Regions from separate parts of the Callithrix jacchus genome. Here region 2 is linked to region 1. A link is a contact called in public Hi-C data. All regions are on one chromosome and are shown on one strand. Each heading gives the region's core, a stretch centred on a gene start, on an enhancer-like site or on the middle of the called end of the contact. The rest is flanking DNA. Distances are from core to core; before and after follow the strand shown. Region 1 overlaps SSC5D (scavenger receptor cysteine rich family member with 5 domains). Region 2 holds the start of ZNF784 (zinc finger protein 784).

Region 1 (6,327 bases), core at 1,828-4,327:
GTGCTTCTCAAGAGCCGTCATAAGCACTGTCTTGGTACTAACGTATTCAATCATTACAGCGACCCCATGAGGTAGGTGTACTATTACTATCCCTTGTTTATAGCTGGAGAAGCTCAGACCCAGAGGTTAAGTAACTGGCTCATGTTCAGTCCCAGCAAGGACTCAAACTCAGGAATCTGGGCTGCGAAGCTCAGCTCCTCATCTGCTGAGCTGTGGTAACAGTACCCTCCTCGCAGGCACCCGTTAAGACAAGATGACATCATCATCCATGCAAAGCCCTTAAAACAGAGCCTGACACACAGGAACTGCCCAGTAAACATGAGCCATGCTGATCATGACGCACTCTTTCATTCAAAAGGCATTTGTTACTGAGTGTGTACTCTGCATCAGCCTCTGTCCTAGAAACTGAGCTTACATCTACGAACAAGGCCCGGTTTCTGCTCACGTGAAGCTTCATCACTGTCACGACCATCATCACCATCATCAGTACCATGGTCATCTTTACCACCACAGTCACCAGCGTCATCGTCATTACCATCATTGCCTCATCGCCGTGACCCTCCTTCACGGTCATCACCATCGTGATCACCTTTAACACCGCCATTGCCATCATGATGACCACCACTACCACCATCACTGTCACCATCACCGTCAGTGTGACCATCACCACCATGGTCACCCTTAGCACCATCATCATCATTATCACCATCACTGCCACCAGCACCATCATTATGATCACTGCCTCTTCACCATGACCATCATCAGTATAACCACCATCACCACCACCACCACCATCAGTATAACCACCATCATCATCACCACCATCAGCAGCAGCATACCCACCATCACCACCACCACCATCAGCAGCAGCAGCAGCATACCCACCATCACCACCACCACCACCAGCAGCAGCAGCATACCCACCATCACCATCACCACCACCATCAGCAGCAGCATACCCACCATCACCACCACCACCACCAGCAGCAGCAGCATACCCACCATCACCATCACCACCACCATCAGTATAACCACCATCATCATCACCACCATCAGCAGCAGCAGCATACCCACCATCACCACCACCATCAGCAGCAGCATACCCACCATCACCACCACCACCACCAGCAGCAGCAGCATACCCACCATCACCACCACCACCACCACCAGCAGCAGCAGCATACCCACCATCACCATCACCACCATCAGCAGCAGCAGCAGCATACCCACCATCACCACCACCACCATCATCAAGATCATTGCCTCATCACCATGACCATCCCCTCATGATCATCACCATTATTTCCTCCTCTTCATCATCATCACTGTCACCACCACCACCACCGTCTTACCATTATCATCACCATGATGATCATCATCCTATCATCATCACCATCAGGATCATCACCATCATAATCATCACCATCGCCAACACCACCTTGCATGGCTCCTGGGCTATTCACATACCAAGATCCAGCTTGTGATTCTCTCTCTCTAGGATTCCCCAAAAACACCATTCACACCTTGTTTTTAATTAGATATTTTGGTTTTCTTTTTCTTTTTCTGTCAGGAGTGTCTTAAACCCCTCAAATCCTGGAGAGGGTCACACATCTCCCCTCAGAGGCCTTTCCTCTTCCTCTGGGGTAGTGGTGGTTGGTGCAGGCATGGTGGGGGGCCAGGTCACCAGTCTCTTTATGGCCTCACCCAGTTGCCCCAGACCCTGGGCAGCCTCTACCAGCTGGGTCAGCCCCCGCAGCAGGGCTTGGTGCTCCTGCCGGTCCTGTTCCACAACCTGGGTCAGCCTCTGCAGCTGACCACCCACGTCCCTCACGGCGGCCACCAGTTCCACCAGGGCAGGTGGCTCACAAGCCATGACCCTTACAGGTGGTGTTGGGGCCACACATGGACCATGGGGGCCCGGGCTCTGACCAGGGGTTGGCCCTAGGGTGAGGTGGTCTAAAGGAGGTTGATCCAAGGGGTGGGCTATGGGGGAGAAGTGGGTGTCAGGGGGCACAGTGAGGTCAGAGGCTGAGTGTGGGGCATGGGTAGGTGGAGAGGTTAGGCTGGGGCTCTGGCTTCTGGATGACTTGAAGTCCTCAGTAGACAGTGGGTCTATGCTTGTGGCTGTGGAGGACCTGGAGGAGCTGGACTCCAAGGTTGGAGAGGGCTCTACAGTGGGCATTTGGAATGTGGAGGGGTGAGGAGCAACTGCTGTGAAGGTCAACTCGGGATGCAGACTGGGCCTGACTGTTGGTGCTGGAGTGGGAGAGGAGAGTTCTGTCCCAACGGAGGTTGGAAGGGACTTAGTAGTGATGACAGGGGTTGAGGAGGGGTCAGGAGTGGTAGTGGGGTGAGGGGTTGTGGTGGGCTGCATGGTGGTGGTGGGGTGAGGGGTTGTGGTGGGCTGCATGGTGGTGGTGGGGTGAGGGGTTGTGGTGGGGTCAGGAGTCGTGGTGGGGTCAGGAGTCGTGGTGGAGTGAGTGGTGGTGGCGGGTTGAGGGGTTGTGGTGGGCTGCATGGTAGTGAAGGGTTGGGTTGTCGTGGGGTCAGGAATCATGGTGGAGTGAATGATGGTGGTGGGTTGAGGGGTTGTGGTGGGATGAGTGGTGGTGGGGAAGTGAGGGGTTATGGTAGGGTGAGAGGTCAAGGTAGGGTGAGGGGTCATGGTGGGGTCATGGGTCCCGGTGGGATCAGGGGTAATAGTGGAGTGAGGGCTTGGGGAGGGGTCTGGGGATCTGGAATATTCTGAGACTGTACTGGGGTATGGAGTTGTGTCCAAGTCTGAAGTTGTGTCCGATTCTGGGGTCCGCTCTGAGGTAGGGGAAAGGCTGGTCACCTCCAGTGGTGTAGAAGGGTCAGCGGTGAACTCTTTGAGCAAGGTGGGTGGGGGCGTGGGTGACAGCTCCGGGGTCAGCGGTGGAGCCACACTGGAGTCAGGGGTGGACAAAGCAAAGTCGGGGCTTGTCAAGCTAAGGTCGGGGTTGGTCCGGGAGGCCGGGTCTGAGGTGGGTGAAGTGTCCGCAGGGTCAGAGGTCGCCTCGGGCGTTAAGGCTGAGCGGGGAGTGAGCTCTACACTGGAGTCAGAGGTCAGCGCTGGGCCTGGGGGTCCCGGAGAGGCGGAGGGACCTGTGGACGGGGTGGGGGGCGCTGTCCTGATAGCAGTGGGCCGCGGCGGCCTGCGCTCCGGCCACGGTTTCCTTGGGGAACCTGGAGGAGGAGGAGAAGGGAAAACAGACAGGCGGTCTGAGGTCAGCCGGCTCCGCCCACCCCGCGCCTCTCCCCGCCCCTCGAGCAGCCGACCAATGGAAAGCCGCAGAGCCTCGAGACGTCAAGGGTCACCGGCAGATTTTACCCGGCCCTGCGGCCCCTCCTCCCGGCTTCCTCCGATGTCTCCAGGCGCCACCTGGCGTCCTCCTCTGCTGGAGGATGCTCGGATGCTCCGGACGAGGGAATGTGGAGGGGTACGCAGGTTGCAGGAGAGGGTGCAGGAGGGTGAGGTGAGGGAGGGATGCAGGGATGCTGGGACCCGGGAGGAAGCAGGAGTGCTCAGAAGTGTGCAGCGTACGGGAGGATTCGCAGACAGCGGGGTCTGGGGGATGTGGGGAGCCGGGGGAGGCAGGGAGACCCAACAGGGCTCCGAAGGGTAATTTTAGTAATCAAGATAAATATCTTTATGGAATTTTTTATTTTTTAAGTTAAAGTCTGGCCGTATCGCCCAGGCTGGAGTAGAGCGGTGGCAAGATCATACTTCACTGTGATCTTGAACTCCTGTGTTCAAGCGTTTTCATGCAATATTTTTAAACAATAAAAATTAATGCAAAAGATCCACAGCTAACCAAAGATAACATTTTAACCAAAGACGGGACCCAACAGGGCCGGGATTAGGGTGAGCCCAGTGAGGTGGATAGGATCCTGTCTTCAGCTCATCATGGGTGGTTTTTTCCATTAATTTTTATTTTTAAAAATACTGTATTATGATATTATGTATCTTGATTTTGCTGTTTTTGGCACCCCCTCAAGTTTTGGGCCTGAGTAGCAGGAGGAGCCTCATCCTCTTCTGGGACTGGCTTCTAAGTGAGTGCCAGTTGTATCCCCATTTTACAGATGGAGGAAATGAGAGCGAGAGGCCACATGACTTGCCCAAGGTCACACAGACACAGCTTGCAAGTTGCAGGGATAAGACTTGAACCCAAGTTGTTTGCACATAGAGTCTAGGCAGTTAAATACCACATCCTCGGTGAGGGAATGTGCTATGATCCACAGTGCCAATACAGTAGCCACTGGCCACATGTGGCTACTGTGCCCTTGAAATGCGGCCAGTGTGAATGAGGAACTGAATGTTTCATTTAGAAAGTGTTGATTCATTTAAATGTAAACAGTCCCCTGTGTTCACAGCTACCGTATTGAACCCCGCAGATCTGCATATTTCCACGGTTCCTGCAGGGTCTTTGAGGGCATTCCTTCCCCACACTGTCCTTTGTTTGCAGGACTGGAGAAGTGGTTAGATAAAGCGCTTGTGCTCAAAGCCGGCTGTCCCAGTCTAGACCGCAGCTGCCTGGCTTCCTAGCTGGGTGACTGGCAAATCACTTCACTGATCAGATCTCAGTTTCTTCCCCACCTGTAGATTATAGATGACCAACGTATCTCCCTTGCAGAGTTGTCAAAAGGACTCAGGGAGATCATGGTTGTGCAAAGCACTTAGCTTAATGACTAGCATGGAATAAGCACTCTCATAATTACTGATGTTGTCAGAGTCATTGATACCTGTGCCTCAATTTCACTCATTTGAGAAATGGGCAAAATTATAGGTCTACATCATGGAGCTCAGGTAAATTTCTTCCATCCTTCCTTCCTTTTGTTCTTTTTCCCTCCCTCCCTCCCTCCCTTCCTTCCTTCCTTCCTCTCTTTCTCTCTTTCTTTGAGACAGTCTCATGTAGATCTCTCTCTCTCTCCTTTTTTTTTTCTTTTTGAGACAGAGTCTCCGTCTGTTGCCAAGGCTGGAGTGCAGTGTTGTGATCTCGGCTCACTGCAACCTCTGCCTCCAGGTTCAAGCAATTCTCCTGCCTCAGTCTCCCGAGTAGCTGGGATTACAGGCGCCCAACATCACGCCCAGCTAATTTTATTATTATTAGTAGAGCAGCAGTAGGGACGGGGGTTTCACTATGTTGGCCAGGCTGGTCTCAGACTCCTGACCTGAAGTGATCTGCCTGCCTTCGCCTCCCAAAGTGCTGGGATTACAGGCCTGAGCCATCATGCCTGGCCAAGCTCATGTAGACATTATATATATATATTTATATATAGTCTCTCTCTATATATATATATATTGCTTAGAATAGTGCCTAACATGGTGTATTTTGTTTAATAAATGTTACATGTTTTTTGTTATTATCTCAAGACTCTCCACTTAGGTAGATATTATAGGTGCTCAGATACCTAGAATGGTAATGGTTGTTAATTTTTCAGACCCAAGGTGCAGATAACTGCATTCATCGTACCCCTCAGTGCCCTGTAACCAGCAGTCCCTGCAGTGTCCCTCTTGTCTGACTTTTATTTCGAGCCTCCTTATCCCCAGCCTCTATCCTCAGCACCCTCTCCTACAGGCCCCTCCGCTGCTGTGTTTGACACTCGGCCTTAAACACGTGTGTGTCCTTATAAAGCACAGCACGTTCCTTTCGTTTTTGTTTTATTTAGAGACAGGGTCTTGTTATGTCACCAGAGCTGGACTCAGACTCCTGGGCTCAAAGGATCCTCCCACCTTAGCTTCCTGAGTAGCTGGGATTACAGACACATGCCATCATGTCTGGCTTCCATATAGCGTGTCTTTTAACTGTGTCTATGTATTTTTGTGTTTATGCTTTTAACTTTTGCAGATGGCATTCAGCTGGAAATATTGTTCTCTTTCTGACTTTTTCCTTCAGTATTACGTTGTTAATACCTATCTATATTGCTGTGTATACGTCTACTCATGGTTTTAGCTGCCGCACAGAATTCCATTGTGTGGAATTCCTTTTTTTTTTTTTAGACAGGGTCTGGCTCTGTCACCCAGGCTGGAGTGCAGGGGGTGTGATTGCAATTCACTGCAACCTCCACCTCCTGGGCTAAAGCAATCCCCCACCTTTGCCTCTCCAACAGCTGGTGCTACAGGTGTGCGCCACCACACCCAGCTGATTTTTGTATTTTTTGGTAGAGACGGGGTTTCATCATGGTGCCCAGGCTGGTCTCAAACTCCTGGGCTCAAGTGATCTGCCCACCTTGGCTTCCCAAAATGCTGGGATTACAGCTCCCAAAGCGCACTCTGGGGGCCTGTCTGCCCAGTGGAAGAGGCTT
Region 2 (6,327 bases), core at 1,065-3,564, 100 kb before region 1:
GGCTTGTGCCGGTAATCCCAGCCACTTTTGGGAGGCCGAGGTGGGAGGATCAACTGAGGTTAGGAGTTCGAGAACTGCCTGGCCAACATATAGTGAAATTCCATCTCTACTAAAAAATTACAAAAATTAGGTGGGCTGTAACAGCCTGGGAACAAATCCAGACGTTCCTTCTAAACCAACGCAGGCCAACCTGAGGCTCTAGCAGTCAGCGGAACCTTGGCAGAGCTCAAGAAGCCTTGCTTTGTTCCCACAGTAAAGGTTTTTGTGGTTACCTCGGCACCACGAGTGATAATGTAATGACGTGTTATGCCTGTAGTACCAGCTACTTGGGAAGCTGAGGCAGGAGATTCACTTGGACCTGGGAAGCAGGGGTTGCAGTGAGCTGAGATCACGCTACCACAGTCCAGCTGAAAGAAAGAAAGAGAGAAAAGGAAGGAAGGAAGGAGAAGAAAGAGAAGAAAAGGAAAGGAAAGAAGAGATTTCATACCCAAGAGATTAGCAAACATGTTACAGTTTGACTCTCAGATACCGATACTTCTGTTAAGCAACAGAGGTCCCCATTAACTGCTAGTGGGAGTGTCCATTGGTAATAATGATTACAGCTGACTCATAGCACCTGTGTGCCGCACATTGTCCAAAATACTTTACATGGAATGGTTTCTTTAGTCATCATAGCAACTATGTGAAGTGGGTTTTATTATCATCCTCATTTTTCAAATTAGGAAATGGGCAAAAAGGGCTGACTTGTGCATTAAACACAGTAGCAAATACAGTGCCTCGGCCCATGATACTCGTAGTAACCAAAAAAATTTAAAAATTTATTTTAAAATCGAAAGAAAAGAAAGAAGAATATAGCTTTGGAAAACCAAAGCAGAAGGATCGCTTAAGGCAAGGAGTTCAAGACCAGCCTGGGCAAAACAGCAAGACCCCCATCTCTATAAAAGAAGAAGAAAGAAGAAGGAAGAGGAGGAGGAGATAATTTAGCCTAAGTGGTGTTTATTTTATTTTATACCAATATATCATAAAATATAATTTTCACATATATTTATGAATGAAAAGATCACAATTAGGATGATGTTTAAATATCTCCTATCCTGCCCTTTCAAGAAAACAATTTAAAGACGTTTCCGGGCCAGGCGCGGTGGCTCATGCCTGTGATTCCAGCACTTTGGGAGGCCGAGGGGGGTGGATCACGAGGTCAAGAGATCGAGACCATCCTGGTCAACATGGTGAAACCCCGTCTCGACTAAAGATACAAAAAATTAGCTGGGCATGGTGGAGCGTGCCTGTAATCCCAGCTACTCAGGAGGCTGAGGCAGAAGAATTGCCTGAACCCAGGAGGCGGAGGTTGCGGTGAGCCGAGATCGCGCCATTGCACTCCAGCCTGGGTAACAAGAGTGAAACTCCGTCTCAAAAAAAAAAAAAAAAAAGACGTTTCCAAACTCTCCCATATCTCTTCTCAGTGGGTTGTCACAATGCTTCTACAACTGTATACAAAAGAAACAAAAGAAAGAGAAATGGTCCAGAGAAGTGGGGTGACTTATCTAAGGTGACCCAGCCGGGAATGACCAAACTGGGCAGCTCAGAAGAGCCCTGTCCTTGGTGCTGCCGAAAACCCTGCGTCTTTGAGCTCCTTCCTCCCTAACATAACGTCAGCTTGCCGGTTTTTGCGCCCTCCCAGGACTACCCGTGTTGCTGTTTACTGAGTATTTTTCTCTACACTGCCCTTTTTTTTTTTGGACAGAGTCTCTGTCGCTCAGGCTGGATGCAGTGGCGAGATCATGCTCACTACAGCCTCGACCTCCTGTCCTCACGCGATCCTCCCATCTCAGCCTCCCGAGTAGCAGGCAGCAGCCACCGCACCCGGCCTAGAGGGACATTTTAAAAATCCTCACATTCATAAACTTGGCGTCATTACGTTATCATGAGCAGTGCAGAGGTAACCACAAAAACGTTTACTGTGGAAACAGCAAAGCTTCTTCGGTTCTGCTGAGGTTCCCCTGACTGCTGGAGCCTCGAGTCGGCCTACGTTGGTTAAGGAACGTTTGGATTTGTTTCCAGGGTGTTACAGGCATCCCAGCGCCATACAGAGCGTCCCCTAGGAGGGACCAACAGGTAACTAGATAGGGAACAACTCACTTTCTCCCGGGCACAGCCGCCACGCCACGCCACACCTCGCCACGCCACGCCACGCCACGCCCCCTGCTGTGCCACGCCCCCTCACCGCCCCACAGTGCGCCTGCGCAGTAGCTCTTACGCCAGTTAGAGCCCCACCCTCTTCCAGAGCGAACACTGGCCTCGGGGGCGGGGCTTGGGCACAAGATGGCCGCTGCGCGCCCGGAGCCCCAGAGTCCGAGCTCACCGACCCCGGAGTCGCGATCCCAGGAGCCACCGGACCTGGTGCGGGCGAGGAAGGGGCCTGGGCCTGGGGCTCGAGGTGGGAGGGGGTCGTAGTGTAGGGGGCGGGGCCGGGGCGGGGCCTATGAGGGATGGGCGGGGGAGGTATTTAGTGCTATGGCGCTGGGGGTGGGGCTTCTTGGGGTTACGCGAGGGGTGGGACAGGGGAGGAGCCTATGAGACAGTGGGCGGGGAGTGGGGAGGGGCCTATAAGACTGGGCGGGGCCTGAATGGAGCGGAGTCTGAGGACGGTGTTGTCCGTCGGGCGGGTATGGGTTCAGGGAACGGGGCTTACCAGGGGCAATTTGCATAACTAGGGTGGAGCCTTTTGAAGGGCGGGGCGTCGTAAATTATGTGGCCAATTCTACGGTTGGTTGGAAAGGTGACCCTGAAAGGTGTGGGGGATTATGATCTATTGGAATATCTATGTTGGGGTAGGGGATAATTCTGCAAGGGTCTAAGTGATGCTTTTCGAATGCCCAAGGGAGGAATTGCGGGTAGAAGTGGGTGGTCTAGGTGACTTTGGAACTTCCTCCACGTTCCCCCTAATTCCTCTCAGAATTAGAGAGCAACAGAGGATATTCATTCATTCAACAAACATTTACCTAGCTCCTACTTGGGCTCTGTAAATAGAGAAGTGACCAAGACAGACGAGGGCTGTGTTCCCTTGGAGCTTGCAGTCTCCTGAGGGGAGAGAGACAGTAAATGAGAGTTATGGTGATATGTTCTATAAAGGAAATAAAAATGGAGCCAGTAGAGTGGGGGTGGGGAGCTAAATTTAGATGAGGGAAGTCAGCTGGCTGCCGGCTTATGTTTAAGCTGGGGTCAGAGAGATAAGTGGAGCTACATCGCCACAGATATTATAGTGACGATTTAGGATAAGTACATTTGGAGCCATGGGAGTGTTTTGAGTACGAAAAATGACTTGATCTGATTTACATTTTCAAAAGACCTGCAGGCTATTCTAGGGAGGTGGGTTAGAAGGCAGCGGAAGCAGGAAAAGAGATCCCCTTCTGTTTTTCAATTGTGGAGGTGCCAGGTGATGGGGCTTTAACTAGGGTGGATGAAAAAAGGTGGGATCTATGATTTATTGGGGACAGGAGAGGAAATGTTGATAAGACCACAGCAGAATCCTGGAGGATGGGCCCGGTGCGGTGGCTCACGCCTGCAATCCCAACACTGGCAGAAGGATCTCTTGAGCTCAGTAGTTGGAGACCAGCCTGGGCAACATAGTGGGACACCCTCTACTTTAAAACAAACAAACACTAAATCTTTTGTTGTTGTTTTTGAGATGGTGTCTTGTTCTGTGGCCTGGGCTGGAGTGCAGTGGTGCCATCTCATCTCACTGCTACCTCCACCCCCACGGGTTCAAGTGATTTTCCTGTCTCAGTCCCTGAGTAGCTGGGATTACAGGTGCCCACTACAACACCTGGCTAAGTTTTGCATATTTAGTAGAGACAGAGTTTCGTCATGTTGGCCAGGCTGGTTTCAAACTCCTGACCTCAAGTGATCCACCTGCCTTGGCCTTCCAAAGTGCTGGGATTAACAGGCCTGAGCCACCACTCTGGGGCAGAAATAATTTTTTTTTAATTAGCTGGGGTGGTGGTGCAGGTAGTCCCAGCTACTCAGGGAGCTGAAGCGGGAGGATCGCTTCAGCCCAGGAGCTCAAGGCTGCAAAGGCCATGATCGCAACAGAGTGAGACCCTGTCTCAAAATAACAAAGAAGCCTAAGGTTTAATAATTGGGATGTACTGGGGAGGTCTTGAGGCAGGGTCCACAGGCTTTTCTTTTTTCTCCCCTTGCCCAGGTCCTGGTGCCTGATGACGGCCGCCCTGGCACACCCCCGAGTGACCTCATCGAGATCCAGGTGGTGAAGGTGACAGACACCACACTGGTCCCCGAGCCCCCGGAGCCAGGTTCTTTTCACTGTGCCTTGTGCCCTGCTGCCTTCCGGCTGGTTTCCGAGCTGCTGTTCCACGAACATGGCCACCTGGCTGGGGCCGAGGGAAGCGGGCAGGGTGGGGACCCAAGCCGGTGCCACGTGTGTGGCCACAGCTGCCCGGGCCCCGCCAGCCTGCGCGCGCACTACAGCCTGCACACTGGGGAGCGGCCCTACCGTTGCGCGCTGTGCCCACGGGCCTTCAAGGCCTTGGCACCCCTGCTCCGGCACCAGCACCGGCATGGGGTGGAGCCGGGCACCTCCCGGAGGCCTCCAGACGCGGTGGCCACGGCAGAACAGAGGCCCGGGGTGGCCCCGGAAAGGGCGGAGGTGGTGATGGCGGCGGCGGCGGCCGGCGCGGCAGTGGGGAAGCCTTTCGCCTGTAGGTTCTGCGCCAAGCCGTTCCGCCGCTCCTCAGACATGCGAGACCACGAGCGCGTGCACACGGGCGAGCGGCCCTACCACTGCGGCATCTGCGGCAAGGGCTTCACGCAGTCCTCGGTGCTGAGCGGCCACGCCCGCATCCACACCGGCGAGCGCCCGTTCCGCTGCGCGCTCTGCGACCGCACCTTCAACAACTCCTCCAACTTCCGCAAGCACCAGCGCACCCACTTCCATGGGCCGGGGCCTGGGCTGGGAGACTCTGGAGGCCAGCTGAGCTCCGCGGCGGCTGAGGTGTTGGGGAGTGGGTGCGGGGCAGGGGACCCCGCAGAAGAGGGGCAGGGGGAGACCGCGAAGGTGAAGGTGGAGGCCGACCAGTAGGCTGCAGACCAGGGACATGGGTTAGCTAAGGAGGCTGGTCCGGGGGGCGGGGGTGGGGAAACGGAGGCAGGGGACGGAGGAGAGGAGATTGGGGGAGAGATGACAGCTACAGGGATGGCTGTGAGCTGCTGATGATGGAGAGCAGAGGCAGATGGCCAGGCTCCAGACTCCTACAAGCCCACGCAGCACGTCTGCCAGACCTAGGAGAGGGACAGGTGCAGCTCCACAGGTGTGCGGCCACAGGCACGGCCCACAGGCTGGACGTCGCTGCTCTGATGGCTTCTTCATTGGCTTGTCCTTGCGCAAGACCCAGCCTGTCACGGCAGAGCCTGGGCACTTCAGAGGGGGAGCCCAGATCCAATGGAATGCGGGAATTGGGGTCCACCATGGTTTTCTGCTCTGGTCCTCCCTCAACCGAACCCTGGACTCTAGTGGGACTCCTTGGGTGGACCAGGATGGAGTCTCTTGCCTACCTCACTGCACTGCACTGGATCTGGGATGCCTACCCACAATGAGGCACAAGATACCCACCAAGTTGTCTGTGAAGAGACTCTGGGATCCCATCATCTCAAAACCAGAGGGTCCCCAAGTCACTGCTGAGACTGAGCCTCAAGGATGTAAGCCTGACCATAGGATCTTGACTCCAAGAGAGGCTGCCCCCCCTCACCCCCATGGTGGCCCATCCTTAACCCATCCACTCTTCTTTGGAGGCAACTGAAAGCACATAAAGCAAGCAGCTACCTAGCATCCCCTCCTAAAGCTTTAGGCTCAGAGCCCATGCCCCGCCCCCCCAAGCTACAAGGTAGCCTCAGGTTTCCCTCATTTCCTCCACTCCCAGCTGGAAGCAAACAGCTTACCCCATAGTCCCAGGCAGTCCCAAGGAAGGGCTGGCTGACGGCATGACGGCAGCATGGCCGGCTGGTCGGGATGTGGGGCAAAGAAGTCACTGTGGCAGGGGCCAGAGGACTTGGGAGCTGGAGGTGTGAAACTTCCAGCTCCGTTCCTATTAAAGGACATTGTGAAGGGCTTCTCTCTCAGTCTTGTGTTCGGATGTTCCGCTTTGGGGAGGAGGGGCCACACTGTGGTCTCGCCACCAGCAGTGAGTCGCATCATGCCTTCCTCCAGGATTGTTTCCCCATCGTTAGAATGGGTGGGGGGGAGTGAATAGGCCCCACTGTGTGGTTATGTGTTACGTGCTTCAGCTGTAGGAGAGGGGGGTCAGGGAAGTT

Evidence for each region. Hi-C and Micro-C count contacts between places; a contact is called where the count stands out from the background.
Region 2: a contact with region 1 is called in a Hi-C map of induced pluripotent stem cells, with 2.6 times the contacts expected there. The contact joins the promoter of ZNF784 here to the enhancer-like site in region 1. A contact is called at or near these places in 3 of 3 Hi-C or Micro-C datasets (induced pluripotent stem cells and skeletal muscle).

Annotation. Positions count from the first base shown.
Region 1 is chr22:48,385,046-48,391,372 of calJac240_pri, reverse strand. It overlaps SSC5D (scavenger receptor cysteine rich family member with 5 domains), which reads right to left. Exons shown (of 12, transcript XM_054249524.2): 12 at 1,528-3,207. The coding sequence ends at 1,604. Among named protein-coding and RNA genes, the nearest start is that of SBK2, 17 kb to the left of the region's middle. Within about 2 kb of position 3,077, at least 14 of the 16 cell types and tissues checked have an H3K27ac peak or open chromatin away from gene starts, as enhancers often do. A contact at or near this core is called in skeletal muscle, where this site is marked.
Region 2 is chr22:48,486,181-48,492,507 of calJac240_pri, reverse strand. It overlaps ZNF784 (zinc finger protein 784), which reads left to right and starts at 2,314. Exons shown (of 2, transcript XM_002762514.6): 1 at 2,314-2,400; 2 at 4,205-6,125. The coding sequence starts at 2,323. The coding sequence ends at 5,098.